2 separate regions of the Mus musculus genome follow, and region 1 is linked to region 2. Evidence: chromatin contacts called from public promoter capture Hi-C data. All regions are on one chromosome and are shown on one strand. The core of a region is the stretch at or near the end of the contact, and the rest is flanking DNA. Distances in the headings are between cores, read along the strand shown. Region 1 overlaps Phldb1 (pleckstrin homology like domain, family B, member 1). Region 2 has its middle 25 kb from the start of Ddx6.

The links. Capture Hi-C pulls out chosen DNA fragments and counts their contacts.
Region 1: a contact with region 2 is called in a promoter capture Hi-C map of adipose tissue. The contact joins two enhancer-like sites. A contact is called at or near these places in 2 of 115 datasets of contacts at active chromatin or transcription factors (embryonic stem cells and pancreatic cancer cells) and 4 of 9 other capture datasets (adipose tissue, embryonic stem cells, liver and 1 more).

The regions. Positions count from the first base shown.
Region 1 is chr9:44,705,811-44,711,290 of GRCm38.p6, forward strand. Phldb1 (pleckstrin homology like domain, family B, member 1) reads right to left here. Exons shown (of 22, transcript NM_153537.4): 8 at 5,338-5,478; 9 at 5,113-5,250; 10 at 2,075-2,230. Among named protein-coding and RNA genes, the nearest start is that of Phldb1, 27 kb to the right of the region's middle. Within about 2 kb of position 3,956, at least 126 of the 459 cell types and tissues checked have an H3K27ac peak or open chromatin away from gene starts, as enhancers often do. A contact at or near this core is called in adipose tissue, where this site is marked.
Region 2 is chr9:44,576,912-44,582,026 of GRCm38.p6, forward strand. No RefSeq gene overlaps it. Among named protein-coding and RNA genes, the nearest start is that of Ddx6, 25 kb to the right of the region's middle. Within about 2 kb of position 2,625, at least 73 of the 459 cell types and tissues checked have an H3K27ac peak or open chromatin away from gene starts, as enhancers often do. A contact at or near this core is called in adipose tissue, where this site is marked.

The DNA.
Region 1 (5,480 bases), core at 2,706-5,205, 130 kb after region 2:
TCAGGATATCTTCGACCATCACTTAGGAGTAGCACACGGGAGGGGGAGGCACGAAGAAGGGAGCTATCTTAAACCTGAGAGTTAGCCTACACAACAACCGGCAACAGCAGACAGGAATCCTCACAGCAGCCGCCACGGCTTACTTGGAACATTCCAGGAGGGCTGGAAGTGCTCCTGAGAGTTTTATCCATTACTTCATCTAACCTTATGCAGCGGGTGCTTTTACGCCTGTTTTAGAGAGGAGAACCCTGACATGTTTAGGAGCTAAGATTTGCTGGGTAGTAGTGGTGGACTCAGGACTAGAACCAAACCTGAAGGACAGCTTTCTCAACTGCTCTGAACCACAGTGGACAGACACTCGCTTCAGGGGACTTCTGCAGGGACAAGGGCCGGACAAAGCTCACCAGTATAGGAAAGAATATCACAATGCACATACACATATGCATATATGCACACACACACACAGTCCAGGCATTAAGAGCCTGAGCTGGCTTCCCAGCCCTAGGCCAGGCACAAAGAGAAGAGACAGAGTTCCTGAACCCTCAAGGACCTGTAGCTGATCTGGATCTACTGGTTGTATCCTCTCCAAGCAAGGGGGAAGAACAGTGAAGAAACGCCAATCCAGATCGCATGTCGCACAGCAGAAATGCCTTGGGCTTTGCAGCCTAGTGAATTCTAGCAGGCTTGAGTTCCTACCCTGATTCTGAGGCTTGTATGACAAAAGGCTCTGTGCAAACAGGGAGTTTCTGAGTCACCTGTAAAACTAGGCAATACCCTAAGAATAGCACAAGAAACTCAGGGAATGGTCCTAGTAGGATCTGCACCATGAGCCTGGGAAATGGGAGTTTTCTTCCCTTCCTGCATCTTCTATCAGGACAGTGAGTGCATTTAAAAAAATACAATTACTTACTTTATTTTACATGTATTTGTGTGCATGTTTATCTGTGCACTGTGTACCAGATACACATGCACACACTATGACAGCCAGAGGTGGTCAGGAAAGGTGTTGGATCCCCTGGAACTGGGGTTAGAGATGATTGTGAACCACCCAGTGGATGACGGGAATCAAATATGGGTCCTTTGGAAAAGCCCCTAGTGCTCTTAACTACCGAGCCATCTCTACAGTCCCCAAGGGCACATTTTTTTTTTTAAATGGCAGAACAGCTCAGGGAAGGAAACAAAGGATCTGAATGTATGACACCCAGTGGCTCCATTTTACCATCGAACCCCAGGCTGGCCAGCAAGTCCCCATCTTCCATTTGAACCCTACGGCCCAGACTTCGCTGTCCTTATCTTCCACATACACTGAAGCCAGGAAACTGCATGTTATATGGGCCTTGGTGTTAGCCATAGACTCTGGCATCACCTAAGCCACGCCCCTAACCCTTTCCTGCTTCTCGATGCTAACACATGGCCCATCCTCTGTCACTGTCTATGCTTGGTGTGGCTGAGACTACAGCTTTAGCAAATCTGAGCTGATCAGGGACAATGCTCCATCTTCTCTCTTTGCAGATAGACCGAGTGGGACCAAAGCAGGAACCCAGGTGGATAACTTCCTAGCAAGGCTAGCCTCCAGATCTTAGGTCTCTGAGTGTATCCCAGAACCTCCAACAGCTCTAGAAGGGCATGGACAGAGATGAAGCGGAATGACAGAGATATAGCTGAATGGCAGATATGTGCTTAGCATTCAGAAGGCTCTGGGCTAGATCTCCAACACCATAAGAAGACATTCAAGGGCAGTAGCAAGGCACCTCAGCTGCAGACTCCTCCTCCACACTCTTTTCCTGGACACACTACTGAGAGCTCTCAGTGTGAGCAATTACACTTTCCCTTGAGAGACTTCGGAGAGCCAGGGTTTAGTAAAACTAACTCTCCTTGCTGAGCCATCATCATCCGCTCTTCTGCCTTTCCACATTAATTCCACACCAGCCCTATAGTTCTCATTCTTACTGACAGTCATTAAGTAACGGAGACACAAAAAGATGTCTTTTGTGTCGTTCACAGAATGTGACTCAACCCCTGGTTACTAGCCTCCATCCTGCACTCAGGCTATGCAGGAGTGAGCAGTGCGCACCTTCCTCTTGCTCACACTGCGCAGCAACTCAGCCTTGCTCCGCAGCAGCCCTTGGCCGGCCAGCTCCCGCTCCTCCTCCACGCGACTCTCACGCTCCAGCTGCTGGAACTCCAGGTCCTCAAAGAGCTTTGTCTCAGTCTCTAGAGCGTCTGCCTCCTTCAACGACAGTGACATCGTGTTTGGGTGTGGGGATGCTCTCAAAGCCACTCTGGGCCAGGAAGGCCAGGCCACAAAGTCAGGAGTTAGGTGGGGCTGGACCCGGGGAAACTGGGGAAGGAACCGGCCCCACCGCCCAACTCCCTCTACTTTTTTGGCTGAGCCCTTTTCGCGGGACATCGCGATCTGGAGCACTGATCCCACCCAACATTGCTGGTCCCCTTCCAAGCCTCTGCACCGACCCTGTTGTCCGGCAAGTACTGCAGGGGCCAGGTGGTCCTGTCCCACCGCTCTCCTATCTTCGGTCAGGGCGGTGGCCCACGGGGGCCGGGGAGGGGGCTGGTGGAACTGACCCTTCTCAGCTGCTCCTGTAACTGTTCCCGCACTGACTCGGGGCAGTTATCGAGCTGCGTCTGGAGCTCGGCGTAGAGCGCCTGGCGGGCCTCCAGGTGCCTCCGTCCCGCGGCCAGCTCCGCCCTCTCCTGGTCGGCGGGAGGGGAGGGAGGCGGGGCACAGGGGAGAGAGAACACACACTCCTCAACTCCGGCCCGGCGCGGGGGGCAGGGGCGAGCACAGGAGTACACCGGGAGTTGGGGGGCAAGCAGCGAGACGGAAGAGAGCAGGAGAAGAAACAGAGGTTTAAGACGGGACTCAGGCAGGGGACGGTGTAACAAAGGCAGAGGTGTGGGGGCAGGGTGGAAATGTTGGTCCCTTTAGAAATGTTTTGGAAGGTCCTAAGACGGGACCTTCCGGTTCCGCTTCAAACTAAAGTTAAAGCCGATGCAAGAAGGCAAGTACCAAGCCTTGAGTTCTATCACTGTTCCGAGACCAAAATTTAACCCTGGGAAAAATGGGGATGGTGGGAAGAGTTAAATATAGGACTGGGGAGTAAACGTGGAGCTAAAGTTGTTAGAGTTACAGCAGTGCAGCAAGGGGACCCCAGCCCAACCCCCATGGCCTCCCTCCCCTCCTGCCCAGGGTGGAGGTGGGGTGCCAGCAAAGCAGGCTGAACTTCAGTAGGGATGAGGGTTGCAATTAGTTCGGCCCGTTGCCATGGTAATAGGAGCCCCAGGAGTGGATACAGGGAGGAGGTGGATGGCTCTGTCTGGGGTGAGATGACACCTCTGAGGGCGGAAAGGGGGACGAGGGAGGAGTTGGTGAGTCACCCCTCTGAAGGACATGCAGAGGAGACACTGTGATTACTGATTCCAAAGCCAGAGTGGGGCCATGGGCTGGAAGCTGGGCGGGAAAGTCAAGAGAACCTTCCCAACACCACCAACAGCATCAGCACCACCACCACCACCACCACCACCACTTCACTATCACGCCTCAAACACCTGGACCGGAGGGAAGGCAAAGTCCTAGGAGCAATCTCAGCTAAGTGAGGCTAGCCAAGCTGCTTGTGGAATGCCTTTCCCCTGTGCTGCACCAGCCCAGTTCACCCACCCATCCTGGAGGGAAGGCCTTGGTCAAGCCAGTCCTGAAGTCTAGATGCTTCTGCCTTGAAATTATCCTGTGTTCTAGGTGGCCTCCAGGGTAGAGGTAGGGAAAGGAACATCTGAATTCAGGGAAGCAAGAATGGGTAGCCAGCCACTCAGAAAGGGCCTCTTCAAGCTCTCCAAGACTGTGCCCACATCTGACCTCCTTATTACTCAGCTCTGGAGGGCTAAGCAGAAGGGACAAACAGTTCACTGCACCTCCAATCCCTGCCCTTCAGTAAACAGGCAACATTATGGAGGCAAAGCCCAGACCTTTCCAGTAGGAGGCGCTGTTTGGGCAGAACATCTCCTTGGTCATGCACATCTCCCCGCAAAACACACACACACACACACACACACACACTCTTATACTCCTCCTGTCAGTGTTCCACTAAGCAAAATTTAGCTGTGCCTTTCTGCCAGTTCCCTTCTGATAATGGGGACCCACACCAAGAAAAGAAGGCAACATTAGAGGGGAGAGGCCAAGGGCACAAAGGTACCCATGGAGTTAGTAAAGCTGGCCTAAGTCAGCCCTGCCTGGGCGGCCTGGCAGTTAGGGGCATGCGAAGAGCCCAGGACAGTGATTAGAGGGGGCGTTAGTGCAGGCCTGGTCGGCAAGCATAGGGTTAATCTGGCACAGAATCTGGGAGTGTGGTTTTGGGGGCCAGAGCCAAAGCTCCATTTATAAAAAGGGGGCAGCAACGAATTTTTAAGATCCTCAAAATTGAGAGCAAGAGGAAGATAAGTCTCAAAAATAATCCAGAAGGAAAAATTAAACCTCTTAGAAAAATACTGTCAAATCCAGAAATAGATGAACCCTCTCCACTTCAGAGCTTTTGGCACGCCGTTGGGCATCTTGGACATGGCTGGCACAACCCCCGTGGGATGGAGCAGCCCCTGAAGACTGGCACTCAATCTGAAAGGGTCAGGGGCAGGGCTGGGACCATCTGGGATGGGAGGCTGCAGATCCTGATGATAGGAAACAGAGGCCTGTGGGCCATCTCCCAAAGACCACATCCTAAGCACCTGAGGCATGCTGGAGGGAGCTTTCTCCTCATGGTGGGCTCCAAACCCGAGTCATGCCCCCCATCCCAGCAGCACCAGTCCTTCAGGCTGTGCTCAGTGCCCAAGAAAGGGCTTTGGCACTTCCTAGAAGGACCACACAGGTTCCAGAACGGCAGGCACCCAGGCAACCAGAGGCAGCACAGAGATCTAGACCCCCAAACACCAGACCAGCCCCCGGCAGTACCATCCAAGCTTGTATCTTCCACAGAGTACAAGGGCCCCTGTCCCTAGAGGGCTACAGAGACCACTCGGATTGCAGGACGGATGCTGAGGGATGTGCATCGCCAGGGAAGGGATACTGCCTTCCTTCTGGGCCACTGGTAGTCAGGTATGGGTTACCTTGTCCCTGTCCTTCTGGATGCCTGTCTCCAAGGCCACCAACTTCTCCTGCAGCTGGTCCACCGCCCTTTGTTCCTTCTGCAGCGAGGCTCGCTCTGCCTCCCGCTCCCCCTGCAGCAGTGCTCTCTCCATCTCGGCCTAGACAAGGGTATCAGCATTCTGTCAAGGCTGGGACCCAAGGGTGAGGCCCCATCCCAGGGCCTGCACACCTCCCGGCCAGGTCACCTCTCGGGCTGCCTCCTGCAGCTGCTGTTCCAGCTCCTTCACTCGGATCTTCAGCTGTTCTACTCGCCCCAGAACCTGAGCCCGCTCCTCTTCCACAGCCAGCACCTCGCCTTGGTGCTTCGCGCCAGGAGCGTCTTCATGCT
Region 2 (5,115 bases), core at 1,375-3,874:
AGTGAAGTAGCAAGGAGGGTAAAAGTGTACTTTCTAGAGTCAGAAATTTGTACCTTGCTACAAAGCCTACTTCTGTCACTTGCTAGCAAGGTGACATGAACCCAGTTGTTTAATTTATCCGTGCCTCAGTTTCCTCTTATGTGGTTAGGATCACAGTGATGTTTAAAGGACACTTGCAAAGCCAGTGTTTGGAACTCTTTGGTGACAGTGTACCAAAATAAAATGCTTTTGAATAAAAGCTAAGCACCAGCAAAGCTTCCTGTAAGAATAGGCAAGTTTATTATAAAATGTAAATGGAAGGGAGGCTTGGGAGCTAGTTGGCTCAGTAGGTAAGAGCGCTCACTTGATGTTGGGTTTGAAATGTCCCCACACTGGCTCCTGTACCTGAACACTTGGTTCTGGGCAGTCTTCTTTGAAGAGGTTGTGGGATTCTTTTTTTTTTTTAAGATTTATTTATTTATTATACATAAGTACACTGTAGCTGTCTTCAGATGCACCAGAAGAAGGAGTCAGATCTTGTTACGGATGGTTGTGAGCCACCATGTGGTTGCTGGGACTTGAACTCAGGACCTTTGGAAGAACAGTCGGGTGCTCTTACCTGCTGAGCCATCTCACCAGCCCCCTGGTTGTGGGATTCTTAAGAGGTAGAACTTGATGGAGGAAGGGTGTCACTGGGTAGGGAGAACTTCAATAGCGGGAGAATAGCGTTGTTTTTCCTGCCTTTATAATCCGTTGTATTTTGTCTTCTTGTGGTGCTGAATTTGAACCTATGGTCTCAGGCCTTTTTGGTTAAGTACTCTATCACTGACACTCTATCTACAGGCCCTGTAGTTGTTTGCTTGTTTGTTTGTTTGTTTGTTGAGACAGAGTCTTACTGTGTAGCTCTGGCTGGCCTGAAATTCTCTTTGCTGATCAGGATGACCATAAACCCACAGAGATCAGCCTTCTGCTACCTCCTGAGTGCTGGGATTAAAGGTGTGCACCACCACACCTGGCTCTCTTTTTGTTTTAATATTTTTATTATACTTATTATTATTGTGTATATGATATATATATGGGGTGCTGCACAGGGCACAGGTACAGAAGTGAGTAAGTTCTCTCCTTCCATTGTGGGTTCCAGGGGTAAAACCCAGGTCACTAGGTTTGTGCAATAAGTAAGTGCCTTTTATCTGCTGAGCTTTCTTTCTTTCTTTTGTTTTTTTTTGTTTTTGTTTTTGTTTTATGAGACAGGGTTTCTCTGTGTAGCCCTGGCTGTCCTGGAACTCACTCTGTAGACTAGGCTATCCTTGAACTCAGAGATCCGCCTGCCTCTGCCTCCCAAGTGCTGGGATGAAAGGCATGCGCCACCACGCCCAGCCTCTGCTGAGCTTTCTTGCCGTCCTGCATCTTGTTTTTTGAGACAGAGTCTCTCAGAGGGACCTGGGGCTCACAGTTGGGCTGTGCTGGCTGGCTAAGGTCATGACATAATGTCTAGCCTTCTATGTGGGCCTCAGGAATCAAATTCAGGTCTTTTTTTTTTTTTAAGATTTATTTATTTTTATTATATGTAAGTACACTGTAGCTGTCTTCAGACACTCCAGAAGAGGGAGTCAGATCTCATTATGGATGGTTGTGAGCCACCATGTGGTTGCTGGGATTTGAACTTCGGACCTTTGGAAGAGCAGTCGAGTGCTCTTACCCACTGAGCTATCTCACCAGCACCAAATTCAGGTCTTTATGAGTGTAAAGCAAGCCAACTGGGCCATTGCTCCAACACCACATGTCATAATTATTACAACAGGAAAATGACTTAGGCACATTTGTCTAGTGTGGCATCATCAGGCAGCAAATACTTTGATTATACTTTGGGTTCTCTTCAGATCATGTACGTCTTTCTCCTTAATAAATATTTTTAGAGTTTTGAACAAATCAGTCAATTGGAAGTCAGGAGAAGGATGGAAGAGCAAAATCTTTAACGCTCCCTCCCCTAGGCAGCTGCTGTGATGGAAACTCCTTCCTCGTGGGAAACAGACGTGTCCACAGCTCTACGGGAGCTTCGTGGATGCAGTCTTGCTCTCTGTTCTTGAGGATGCAGAGATAGAAAAGAATAGTGAAGACTCTGGTGGGGAGTGAGGACATTAACTTTACAGGGCTGGACCTGGGGCTGGGTTGGGAGAGCACTTGCATACAAGGCATGTGGTCCTAGGTTTGATCCCCAGCACCCAATAAACCAGGTCTGTGATGTGGGAGACAGAGACAGGAGGATGAGGTCAGGGTGATTTTAGCTACACAAAGCGTCTGAAGCCAGCTTGGGATATAAAAGACCCTGTTTTATACCCTGCCCCTCAAAAAAAAAAAAAGCAGTACGTAAGTAAACAAACATAAAGATAAATAAACAAATATAAATAAAATGTAAATAAACAAATATAAAGACCGGGGAGGGTCCCAAAAGTACTTCAGTTGTGTGGTCCCTGGCAGTCTGGCAGGCACAGTGCTGCAAACACGTGATTCCAGTTCCTCAAGGGGCACTTTTGCCGATGACATCAAGACCAGCTTACCAAAAGGGGGACACCATCTCAAGCAAAACAAACAGTAGTGTGGGCTTTCTGTAGGCAAAGGAGAACCAGGAAGCAACCTAGTGGTAGCGTGTAGGAGGAGGGGCCGCCAAAAGGGGGAGGGGCCAAGGGAAAATACGAAATCCCCTATTAGGAGACTGCAGTTCAACGGGAGTTGAGAGTGATGTGTTGATGTCAGCAATGAAGCAGCTGTGACTTGCAGCTCTCTGATCCAGGCAGGCTCTCAAAAGTGGAAGTAAAAGCCCAACAAGAAGGAAGAATGAATTCTCCATGTTGACAAACATCTGCTCCCAGAAATAAAAATATCCTTTATTCAGAGAGACTTCTTCTTCTTCCTCTTCCTCTTCCTCTTCTCCTTCTCCTCCTTCCCCTCCTCCTCCTCCTCTTCTTTCTTCTTCTTCTTCTTCTTCTTCTTCTTCTTCTTCTTCTTCTTCTTCTTCTTCTTCTTCTTCCCCCTTCCCCCTTCCCTTTCTCCTCCCTTCCCCTCCCCCTCCCCCCTCCTCCTCCCTCTCATCCTCCTCCTCCTTCTTCTCCCTTTTTTCTTTTCCCTTGAGACATGGATTCTCTGTGTAGTCCCAGTTGTACTCACTACGTAGACCAGGTTGGCCTCAAGCTTACAGAGTTCTGGCTGCCTCCACCTCTCAGGTACTGGGATTAAAGGGGAACTCCACCATGTCTGGCTCAGAAATAGTTCTCAACCTCTTCAGGGAATGTAAAAGCATTGCAGGGGCTGGGGAAATGATAATGAACGTAGTAAAAAACAAAATGCCTTTCAGACATCTAAAAATAGCTTAGACAAGATCCAACACTCCACCCAAGGCTGCACCCGATAACCAGAACCCAGGGATATCCTTCACCCAAGATAACCAGACACAGTCCTGGAACCCGTGACACCCATTCAACAGTATATAAGCAGAGATCGAGAGCAATATTCTGCTCTACACATCTAGAGAGACGCCACCTTGATCTACCCTGTGGCTACAGAATCTCAAACAGGGTCCTGACCCTCAAATCAAAGACTTAGAGACTTTAGACTTCTGTTAAAGACTGGACCTGACCTTCAGCTAAGATAACTCGTACCGGTGAGTAGCCTTGGGGAGATAGGCTTCAAACCATTAGTTAGGAGTTCAGAGTGTGAACCCTCAGCATAATAAAATATAACTTTTGTTATACTAACTACACGCACCTACCTTCATGCTCACTATAGTGGTTGAAGGCACACACTGCTCTTCCAGGGGACCCAGATTTAGTTCCCAGCACCCATATGCGGGTGGCGATTCCCAACTGTCTGTAATTCAGGTCCATGAGGAGCTGATACCGCCCAGCATACACACATGCACATGATTAAAGATAACAACAAATCTTCTAAAAATAGGTGTACCAATCATGAGAGATGATGGCTCTGGTTAGGGCACTTGTTGCTCTTACAAAGGACCCAGGTTTGGTTCCCAGCACCTACATGTGGTTCACAACCATTCATAACTCCAGTTCCAGGGAATTTGACACTCTTTCTAGCTTCTGCAGGCACCAGACACACACGTGGTGAACCTCTGTATATATAGGCAAATACTCATTTACACAAAATAAAATAAATCTAAGATTGCAGAGGAAAATATCTAAATCACTAAATACAAATGCTTTACACTTATTCGTTGTGTGTGTGCGTGCACCCACGCTCTGATACCAAGGCTTGCACATGGAGGTCAAAGACAACGTGCAGAACTCATTTCTCTCCTTCCACCATGTGGGTCCTGGGGAATCAAACTCAAGTTGTCAGGTTTGGCCGAAAGTGCCATAGTACACTGATTCATTTTGGTGACCCAACTGCCACCTCCATCTCTTCTTGTTCTTTTTTTCCCCACCTTCTTCTTGAGACTGAGTCTCATATAGCTTAGGCTGGGCTCCAATTTGCTTTGTAGCTGAAGATACTGTCGTTAATCCTTCTGCCTCTGCCACCCAAATGCTGGGATTAAGTATGTGCATAAAACCAGTGGCTTCTATAACCATTAACTAGGAAAGTCTACAATCGGCTGTCTTAAGGCCCATTAAGGGTGTTGTAATGTGAGGATTTGTGTTTCTCTTTATTTCCCCCACCTGGCCTATTTCCTGTTTCTAAGGTACTTTGGTTGTCATAGAAACAGAAACAAACACAACTAATTTCCTCTAATTGAGCTGCAGGATCCCACCCCCAGCTTTGCCCACAGGCACAGCTGTGTGACCCTTTACAGCTCTTCCATGCTCTTCTCCCTGACTCTGTCTGCTCATCGCCCACTCCTGGGCCGGCTGCACCTTTGAAAGTGTGGATAGCTGTGTGATTACTTGCCTCCAGCTCCACACTGAGTGTGCAAAGCAAACTCTCGCAGCAGAGACTAGTGCTTCCAAAAGCCCAAGTTAGTTTATGGGCTCATGTTGATTGATCGGTGACATTAGGGTTACTTAAGGGTTTCCAGGGATTTTATGTTTTCCTTATTAGATTGCTGTGTAAAAGTAATTTTTGTCCCTTGGTATCTAAGTAGCATAGGGCATGTAAATGTACCAAGAGGGCTACTCATTGGATTCT